2 separate regions of the Lactuca sativa genome follow, and region 2 is linked to region 1. Evidence: chromatin contacts called from public Hi-C data. All regions are on one chromosome and are shown on one strand. The core of a region is the stretch at or near the end of the contact, and the rest is flanking DNA. Distances in the headings are between cores, read along the strand shown. Region 1 holds the start of LOC111893382 (protein NRT1/ PTR FAMILY 1.1). Region 2 holds the start of LOC111893394 (transcription factor bHLH68).

Region 1 (5,739 bases), core at 2,744-5,243:
CGCGAAACTTCGACAGGTCATAACTTCTTCGTTATAACACGAATTTCGGCGTTCTTCATATGTACAAAATCCTTGTAACATATACTACAACTTAGTTAATATTAATCCTTCTAAATAATCTTCCATAAAAAATTCATTTTTTTGACGCTTATCGTCTCTAAATTGACTAGCTCTGATCTACGGGCGTTACACCCAAACACACCTTCTTTTTCACAAAAGGCTCCAACTAGGGTTAGGGTTTTTAAGGAAGGGTGTTGGAGAGGTGGAGGCTGAGAATGGAATGGTTTTGGGGAAGTTAAGGAGCTTAAGTAGGGCTCAAACCACAAAAATAGGGTTTGGGCGCTAATCGCGTACTCCCAGCGTACTCATGGATGCCCTAGTATGCCCAACGTACTTCCCTATACGCCGAACATATGCGGCTTAACCTAAAATCGTCCTAACTTCAAACGGACATAGCTTCTTTGTTTCAACTACGATGTCGACATCCTTTATATCCACAGAAAGGTGTTGAGGATCCCCACATTATTTTCTAAATATCTTGGAATAAAAACTTCTCGAACAAAATTCCACGTTTCATGCAAGAAACTAGCCTATGACTTTTCCCTTTTACCCATCGTCCCAAAACACAATTCAAGGGTTAAATCTCTTAAGTATCATTACCTCCTTCCACAATGACTAAACTTTGCCTCTTTAAGCCCAAAAGCCTTACATAATCGACTTCTGACCCACAAATCAGAAATGGCCGGAAACAGGATGTTACGAATACTGAAAGCACGATAAGCATAACTCAACTTATAGGTATTTTAGCGAAAAACCGGACTTTACATGGGAAGAAGTTCTAAACCGAAAGTTCTTTTTCTCGGGGATTTCTGGCGCTCCGGAGCTTCGCCAATAACACTTGGGAAGTGCTAGAGAAAGGAATTGAGGCCTTGTGGAGGGGGTGGGAGAGAATATAATGGAAAGTTGTGAGGAAAATAGTGAAATTCGACCCTTATTTATAAGCTAGCCAATGGCCAGTACGTTGGGCTTATGCAACATTACGTTGGGCGTAATGGGTTAAACAGTGTCCCAATGGGCGTACATAAGAATTACAATGGGCATGATTTTCCACATGTCATCCTCTGGTGGCAAGCTGTGAGGAGGAAGGGGTGTGCCAGATCGCGACATGTGTCGCCTTCTTGTTAACCCGAAAATTAATTATATTGTAAAATCCCTAACTTTCACGTATGATATCCGTTTTTAACGTTCTTTATATCCATATGTAGCTATCGACGAGATCTATAATTTCCGTTTAAACTCTTTCGGCTAATTTTACTTTATTTTTAAAGTTATACTTTAACAGTCTTAGATAGTTAAAGTCCGTTAAAAATTCATAACATTGTCATCCAACGTCCGTTTTCTGACAGTTTTTATATCATTGAGCTCCTATTAACGAGATTTTCAATTCTCATTTAGATTGTACACTACAACACTGAATCTTAGAAAAATCATAACCTCCTCAAATGAAGTTAGATTTCGACGTTCTCTATATGCATGCTCTCGGTTTAACGACTACTACGGCTTTTGTTTAGATTACTAAGGCTAAAACGTAACTTATCAAAAGTTTACTTTTTACAATAAGCAGAGTTGTGTCGGTATATTCATGAAACTTCAACGGGTCATAACTTCTTCGTTATAAGTCAGATTTCAACATTCTTATGTGTATGAAATCCTTGCAACATATACTATAAATTTGATTAAAATTATCTATCCAAAATAATTTTCTATCAAAAAGTCATTTTTAACGCATGTTATCTCTAAATTGACTAACATGAATTTGTGGGCGTTATAGAATGGAACATGGAAAATGTCTATTTGAAAATATGTTTTTCATAATGAACTCTTTTTGATAAAAATATGATAAATTTTTTGGTTCACAAACTCACGTATCTCATGAGACATTATTGTCTTACGTATCTCTTTTTGATGTCATATATCTCAAGATGTACTTCATGAGAAATGATGATTGATAGAAGTTAGAAGTTAAGAGATAGTAGATGGAGTGGAGCTTGCCAGGTTCTTTGTTAATGATATTGATGTAATTTATATTTGATTGCTATGATTTGTATGATGTTTATTGGTAGCACTAAATGTTTTAGTTGTGAATATTTTTATGGGACCGATTTTTAATTAAATGCGGGTTAATCCCCAAATTAATTTTATAATTATAGCATTTAAAACTCTGAAAAATTTAGGATGTTACATTTACCCGAATGTTATATCTTCGTTCTTCCATAACAACAAATTTTCATAAATTATGTATGGGATACCTATTATTATATTGATCTGTATTCAAAAAAGATTATCTTGGTCATCATCAAATCATCCAAGTATAATTTTGATCCTCATTTACTTGCAATTTTAGAAAAGTATTATGGACACCAAGCTTTAGGGTTATTCACTATTTGGATAAAATCGAATTATTCAATTAGATAATTTGTCAGACTATTTGGTTCGAATATTTGAATTTTCGGATTGGTATTCAACAAAACTAAATAATTATTTTAGATTTCAAATTGATTTTGGTTTATAAAATAAGAACTGAATATTCTATAAAAATAAATAACAATTTATTATTATTTATTTTTAATACATCTATAATTATTTATTAGTTTTATAATTTATTTTTTTTCAAATAGGTTCAAAATGTTTCACCTAATAAAAAACATTAATATGTATTTTCTCTCAAAATAATTTATCTATAAAATATTAAACTATAATATAATTTATTAGTAGTTATTTATAAATTTTAAATTGCAACTAAATAATTTTTTTTCTTTTTCTATAAAATTGGATAATAATATAATTATCTATCGTTTTAAAATGTTCCCGTTTTTTCAATCCAACTTATAAAAATCGATCCAACCATTCTGAATCGGATCTAATCGAATTTGAATTTTATTCGGACTATTTGGATATATGTTTTAAAAACCAAAATTAATTTGTATTCAATTGATTAGATTAGATCGAACCGATTCATCCAAACGAACACTTTTACTAAGCTTTGATCTGGAAACCTTTTAGAATGTTTTTAGAATTGTTTTACAATCAACAAAAGAAATAAATCGAACCCATAGACCCAACTTTATTACTCGATATATTTTCAAACTCAATATGGAAAGAGAAAATGCATAGGTTGAATAACAAAATTAGTTTTATGGGTTTCGTTTTATTTTTTGTTTTGATTGCAAGACAATTTTCAAAATGCTCTAAAAAAAGTTTGAAAAGGTTCTAAAATAGTTGAAAAAAACTTGTAGAAAAAGTTAAAAATATTGCAAATTTTTTCATAAAAAGTGCAAAATAAATATTTAAAAAGTTTGTACAAAAGGTTGTAATAAAAGTCTTAAAAATGTTAATTTGTCAAGAAAAACTAATTTTAGAATGAATTTATAAAAAAATGTTTAGAAACAAAATCGTAAAAAAATTTAAGATTTAGGCCAAAATTATAAATTATAAAATAATAGATTAAAAAATTGACAACCTAACAATACTATAAACAAAAGGTTTTGTAAAAACAGTTTTAACCCTTTAATTTAATTTCTAACACCCACTAAGAAGACTATATATGTAGATATTGCTTCAAAACAGTATTACGTACCCACAAAAAGGAATCCCACAATCATAAAAGAGAATCCTCCAAAGATATTCTCTTTTGTTGCATCTTACGCATAGTACATGTATGGATGGACAAGGTACAATCAGCAAAACATAAACTTTGTGAATTAATATACAAAGTGTTCATGCATGAAGTACAAGTAACAAAGCACACATGCATGATGTCATTTGAACGTAAATAGCAACAAAATATTCTGTCAGACGTTACTTACCATATACCATATAGTACATGTATATCCCTAACACGTGTGACGTCTTTTTTGATGTCATTTGGCAAGTAGCTCTTGTAGTTGTATACAAAGTAACATCAATATATAGAGACTTCTGAATATAAATAACGAAATATATAATCTTACAGGCACTACAGTGGCGATGGCTTTGTTCAATTCATGGCGTTTTGTTTATTAAGCTATCAAAGTAACATCATCAAGGATGTTTATTTACGCTAGATAATAGAAGACCTTTTCCTGACGAAACATATTTGTCTGCCAATACCATGCCTAACAAATGATCCAGAAAAAAGCACAAGTTGATAAACAGAGAGAGATATATCTGCGGTTTTGTTAATTTGTTTTCGTTAGTTTTCAACTCGATCCTAGCTACTATTTATATCTTGTTTTGTTGATTGTGGAAAAATTACGAGATTTTCCCTGCGATTTTCGTAGGTGGAGAACATGGAGATGTCTTCGATTGAGTCAGAAAGCGTCTCTAAACAAGGATCAATTCAAAAAGGAGGTCTTCGAACTATGCCGTTTATCATAGGTACATGAATTAACTACTTGCTTCTTGTGGTAAAAAGCAAATTAAATGATCATATAACAAAACTTTAATTTGCTTAGTTAATTTTCTTGTTAAATGTTTGTAGTAAATGAGGGGTTTGAAAGGGTTGCGAGTGTTGGACTTCGTGCAAATATGATCTTGTACCTGAAAAACGAGTATCACTTAAGCAGCGCAACTGGAGCAAGCATCTTGTTCTTATGGGGAGCCATCTCAAATTTCATGCCTACTTTGGGAGCTTTTCTATCTGATTCATATTTGGGACGTTTTCGCGTGATTGGAATAGGATCAATCGTTTCTTTGATTGTAAGATCAAGTCTCATTCTAATATCATCATAATTTCACACTTATATTGAATGTCTAATTATCAATGATGTAATATGTGTTTCTTTAGGGAATGACTATGGTGTGGTTAACGACGTTATTTCCAGCAGCAAGACCACGAAGTTGTGATCCAACGGTTGAGAGCTGTACAAAACCAAATCATCTCCAACTCGCCCTCCTGTTCATGTCTTTTGCAGTGATGTCGATAGGCTCAGGTGGGATTAGGCCATGTTCATTAGCCTTTGGTGCAGACCAGTTTGATCAGCCTGAAAATCCAGAAAACCCAAAAATCCTACAGCGTTTTTTTAACTGGTACTATGCTTCGGTTGGGATTTCTGTGATGATATCAGTCACAGTTATAGTTTATATTCAAACGGAGAAAGGATGGATTTTAGGTTTTGGAATTCCTGCAGTGTTGATGTTATGCTCAACTACCATGTTTTTCATCGGTTCTCCTCTTTATATCAAAGTGAAGGCAAATAAGAGCTTGTTCACTGGCTTTTTTCAAGTTGTTGCCGCATCTTTCAAGAATAAAGATCTTGCTTTTCCATCAAAAAGTTCGAACCATTGGTTTCATCACAACAAGGGTACCAAGATTATCGTACCCACGAACAAAATACGGTATTTTTTTTCATCATCTAATGTCATCAATATTTACACTATTTGATTACCAAACTAGCTGGTATACATAAGTTAGGTAACGACAACATGCAAGAAGCATGACCAAGTTAGGCATAGATCCTTTACTAAAAATTGCTTTGGAAACTCCGAAAACAATACATAAGAATTTATGGTTAGATTCGTAGTATATACTCTCGATTTATAAAATCTAGTGTTTTATCGTTGTTAATAACGCAAAGTGATATATGCGATATATATTATTAAAAAAAGACTAGCTAAATCGGATATATTCTTTCTTGTTTGTTTCTCTTATGTTTATGTAGATTCTTGAACAAAGCCTGCATACTGAAGAACCCCGAGAAG
Region 2 (5,190 bases), core at 1,649-4,148, 270 kb before region 1:
CAACTATAACCATTTCAAACATTTACAGGATATCTCTTTTTTACTAAGTTTCAATGATTTAGGATCCTTTTTTTTAACTCAATCAATCCAGACCACTATTATGACTTTCTTTTTTACTTAATCTTAATCTGGACACAGTGTATTAATAAGTTAAGTAAAAAAAACTAGGATTAATGTATCAAGACACTAACCTTTAAACTATTTGATGAATATCATGAAGATTTATCCAGTCATGCAGCATTATACAAAACAATAACTCAAATTTCAGCCACTTTAGGTAGAATGATATAGTTAGTACCCGTGTAATGACTTTATTGGCAACGAGTTCATCGACATTTCCGATGTTGACTTGGACAAAATCCTAAACTGGAATTGGTTCATCATTCATGAAGTCAAAGTGAAGTTAACATGTGATATTTCTCATTGAGGCATTTCATCGAACATGTTGAGTGCAAAAAAATATCTATATTTTTCAATAACACATGTGTCAATTTTTATACCTACAATCAACACAAGGATTTAACTCTTTTTAAAAACATATTGACTAAATAGGTTCAAATTAATGATTAGGCAAAAACAATTTATAAAGGTCAAACAAAGATAAGGAATGAACAAGAGAAACAGATGATACCTAAATTTTCATCAGCATATACCAAATTTAGAGTGAGATTCAAGCTCATAAAAATTTGAACTCGGAGGTTAGGCAGATAGATACCCTTGCCAGATCGAAGTGATCTACAAATGTGATTTGACGATTACTATTGCAATCGAAGATGAAAATGAACGACGTCGATCTCTTAGCTTGTGGATTCGCTATCGATGAAATGACAGATAAGGAAAAAGGATCTGTAAGTCGTTGTTCATCGTCGGAAGAGGTAGAAGTGGGAGATGGAAGGTGGATGTAGTAGACCTGGAGAGTGAAAAGGCGATTGTTTGAACGGAGAAACTTCGTTCAGATCTTCAGTCGACAGAGGACGCAAAGGTGAGGTCGACGATGGCAATGAACTCCAGCGAACTGATGATGGAGACGCATAAGGACGTGAGAGTTAGAGAGAGGGAAAGAGAGATCTGATGAGGAATAGAGAGAGAATTATTATGTGTTTGTGTGTGTTTGGTATATAAACTAAATTAATTATTAATTGGTAGGAAGTGATATTTTTAATTCCCAATATACCCGTATAATTCCTTATAAAATGTCTTTGATGCCATTAAAACAAGTGATAATTACAATTATGCCATGATCAATCCAAGTCATTCAAAATTTTGATCTAACGCTCCACCTTTAGTTCTCAGGTTCTCGGAAAACTATGAGTTCTTAAATGATCCTTCCTATATATATATATATATATATATATATATATATATATATATATATATATATATATATATATATATATATATATATATATATATATATATATATAACATTCAGCTATACAATAATGAATTTGGCCCGTTTGGCATGTGATTATTTCAAAAAAAAATGGTTACTTAAGAAATTGTAAATATTTAAAAGAAAAAAGCTCGAAAATATGATTAGATTGCTTAATTTCCTATAACATTATTGTAATGTTACTTTAAGTGTAAGGTAAAATTCATTATAAACCAAGTATGCCCTTAAAATTCAGTATCAATTTATTGGAAATCTACTTTTATGTTTTGAACCAACTTTAATAAAAGTAGTATGAATTAATAAAAGTAGTATGAATCTAGATTAGATTTCTCTTCAGGAGGACAAAAAATGATCATGATCGCTTAATCAGTCTCATAATTATTAGAATTGATTTTGATTTTGAATTTTAAGGCTGGAAATTTTTGAATTCAAGTGTTCCCTCGATGTTCATTAACTTTTGCATAAAATATTTTCCTTTTTAATAGAAATTTTGGGTTATATATAATTTACGCCTACGGAAGTTTCTTTAAATTTAAATTAAAAATGCTCAAGCTATTTTCTTTACGAATTTCTTATAAATTTAAATTTATTTTGTATTCAATAGAACTACGTTTCGATCATTACGTCACGAATTACAAGAAATACTTTAAATAGATGCATGACGTTAAAATGGCTATTATAATTATGACAAAGAGTGACCATGTAATACTTCAAATTAAAAATAAAATTTATTTTTCAAACATAGTTAAATATTTGTTTAAATCTGTATATAAATACAAACACCTTTTACCATTCTATCTTTTTTGGTTTAACTTTATGCCTAACTTATCATTAATTATGAAGATCACCTCGACTTTTCCCATGCCAAAGCAATGGGTGAATTGTTTAAGTTTTGCCAGAGAGTGAAAAAGGTTTTACTATAATTTACTTTGCTCTTTACTTATTGTAATGTAACCCAACAAACAGGATCGTAAAAACTTATCCAAAATAAAATCCCATTATTCATTATTCTTTGTTGAATTTGTCACAACATTTCTTCCGAAATTATGACATTTTGAACTAATACTTTGATTCAACTAAACTTATCTCAAAATGAGAATGAATAAAGTTTGGTCATTATAATGGAGCGTATGCATCATATATAGGAAGTTAGTATGAACTTGTCATGCATGTATGTACGATTCGATATATATATATATATATATATATATATATATATATATATATATATATATATATATATATATATATATATATATATATATATATATATATGAAGTACAAGTAGTGTTACTTTTCTATTTATATTATTTAGAACCATTTGATTTTTCTTAGGGTTCTAATTATTTAAGTAGAATTGAATTGGCACGACCTTTTTTCGCTGCCCTACTTTGATGATAAAGCAAAAGCAAAGAAAAAAGTAAAAATATATAAAACAGAAAAAAAAAATAAAGAAAGAAAAGAGAAAGCTAATAAAGAAAGGAGAGAAAGGAGAGAATACAAAGACAAAAAAGGTTCTCAATACCCCATCATTCAAAACCACACTCCTCTCTTTCTCTCTCTCACTACTTAATCAAGTATCGGAAGACCTCTGAAAGTTTCTACAAAGAGTGGAGTGTTAGCTTGGGGGAGATTCAAGAAAAAAACAAATTGAGAGCGAGTGATCGAGCAAGAAAAAAAAATATTAAAGTTAAAAAAAAGGGAAAGCTAATCTTTTGTATGCTTGTTTCTTTTGAGAGGGGAAATGAATAGAGGAAATATGTTGCAAAGTTCACCGGTGCAACAAATGCTTGCCGGCGGTCCAAACAACTGGTGGAGTATGATGGCTACCACCAGACCTTCCCCGCCACCCGCTCCTCCTCAAGCTCCCTTCTTTGCTGCTTCTCCACAACCCCACTTCTTTCATCACCAATATGCACCACCACCACCAGTTTCACTTTCTCCATGGCATGATAATCATCACGACTTTCCTGATTCCTTAAGCCAATTACTCATGTAAACAAATCTCTCTCTCTCTCTCTCTCTCTCTCTCTCTCTCTCTCTCTCTCTCTCTCTCTCTCATCTCTCCAGTCTTTTTAGTTTAGGGTACATGGGTTTCTTCATAATTAAGTCCTTGGGTACAAATGTTTTAAGTCTTTTTGTGCTTCTTTATGGACAACAAAAAGATAGATCGAACACTCATACACATGCACAGTTTGACTGATACTCCGATCTTTGTACAAAATTTAATAGGAGCGGATTAGTGGGAGAAGACGACAAGTCAACTTTGAGTCATATGCAACAAGTCAAGAAACTGGAGAATTGGGAAGAACAACTACTACATGATCATCATACTCATCATCATCATCAGCAACAGCAGCAGCAGATTAATCCCATGGTAGAATCCGGAGTGAAGCAAGAAAACTCACTTAATTACGGATCATCATATGGCCACGGCAACGTCGACTTTCATGGCGTTAAACCAAATACTTGGTCTAATCCAATGATCCCCGTTTCATCTCCTAATTCTTGTATCTCGAGTTTGAGCAACAACATGCTTGATTTTTCTACCACGATGAGCAACAAAACAGATGGAAGACACCCTCCTCCAGATCGCTCATCTGAGGTAACTCTCTCTCTCTCTCTCTTTTTTAATGATTTCAATCAAGATTTCTTTCGACTACTTGATCGTACCATATTTTTCTGTTAAGTCACATGATATCGATCTCTTCTAGCCATGGATTCCTACTTATTGGTTGTCACTTATGGTTCAAGTACTATATATAGCATTTAATTGGTAAACGACTAGTTAATCTGTTCATGGCAGAAGTACATGAACTTGCGTAATTTTGATAGCTCATACCTTCTCATTCTTTCCTTTTTTTTTCAATTTATGAAGTGTAATAGCACTGCTACTGGTGGGGTATCCAAGAAAGCTAAAATTCAACCTTCGTCAAACCAATCTACCTTCAAGGTAATTTACCTTAGCTCAAGTTAGATCTCTCTCGATCCTTTTCTTTGTTTCACAATCACACAAATACAGAAGGTGGAAAACCCAAATACAGGAAGAAGTACTTTTTGGAAGATAACTGTTGTCCTTCTTGATTGTCGGTTTCTTTAGTCCATAACGATTCTTTAGTTCATCTGTGCTAATTATATCCACACAAAGAGATGATAAAAAGTCTTTAAAAAATATATGTAAAAGAGGTGTATATATGTTAATCATTGCAAAAATACAATTTGTTATTTTGATTCTTCTATTTGTTTTTTGATGTCAAAAATAGGTGAGGAAAGAAAAATTAGGAGACAGAATAACAGCACTTCACCAGCTTGTTTCTCCGTTTGGAAAGGTATATATATATATATACATATATACATAGTATGCTGTAAATTTTCACATACTTAAGCATGAATTAACGTAATCATTAACGAAGCTTAATCTGAGTATTTAAGAAAGCATCTATCCATTGGAGATTAATGCGAGAGATCGAGAAAAGGATGAAACAAGAGGATGACATGACATAATTCTTTTTTATTTTCCGTAGTAAAATTATTGATGGTCTTATCAAATGAAAATTAATGAGGTAAAATATATCAAAACAATTACGTCAAATCCATTCAATAGGAAGTATTGCTAAAAAAATAATGAAACTGTTTGCTAAAACAAACGATCAATATTCTGTCGTCTATATTTCTTATTCCAGTTTTTCTTGCATGGTGTGCATTTATATGGATAATGAGAAGAAAACAAAACTACGTCAATAAGATTTTTGTACATAATAAAAAAATATCCACGAACAAAATATCTTCTGTATAAA

Evidence for each region. Hi-C and Micro-C count contacts between places; a contact is called where the count stands out from the background.
Region 2: a contact with region 1 is called in a Hi-C map of seed, with 4 times the contacts expected there. The contact joins the promoter of LOC111893394 here to the promoter of LOC111893382 in region 1. A contact is called at or near these places in 2 of 4 Hi-C or Micro-C datasets (leaf and seed).

The regions. Positions count from the first base shown.
Region 1 is chr8:147,967,424-147,973,162 of Lsat_Salinas_v11, reverse strand. It overlaps LOC111893382 (protein NRT1/ PTR FAMILY 1.1), which reads left to right and starts at 3,993. Exons shown (of 5, transcript XM_023889450.3): 1 at 3,993-4,230; 2 at 4,320-4,416; 3 at 4,520-4,737; 4 at 4,826-5,376; 5 at 5,700-5,739. The coding sequence starts at 4,329.
Region 2 is chr8:148,235,142-148,240,331 of Lsat_Salinas_v11, reverse strand. LOC111893394 (transcription factor bHLH68) reads left to right here and starts at 2,898. Exons shown (of 9, transcript XM_023889455.3): 1 at 2,898-3,388; 2 at 3,626-3,998; 3 at 4,272-4,346; 4 at 4,657-4,722. The coding sequence starts at 3,138.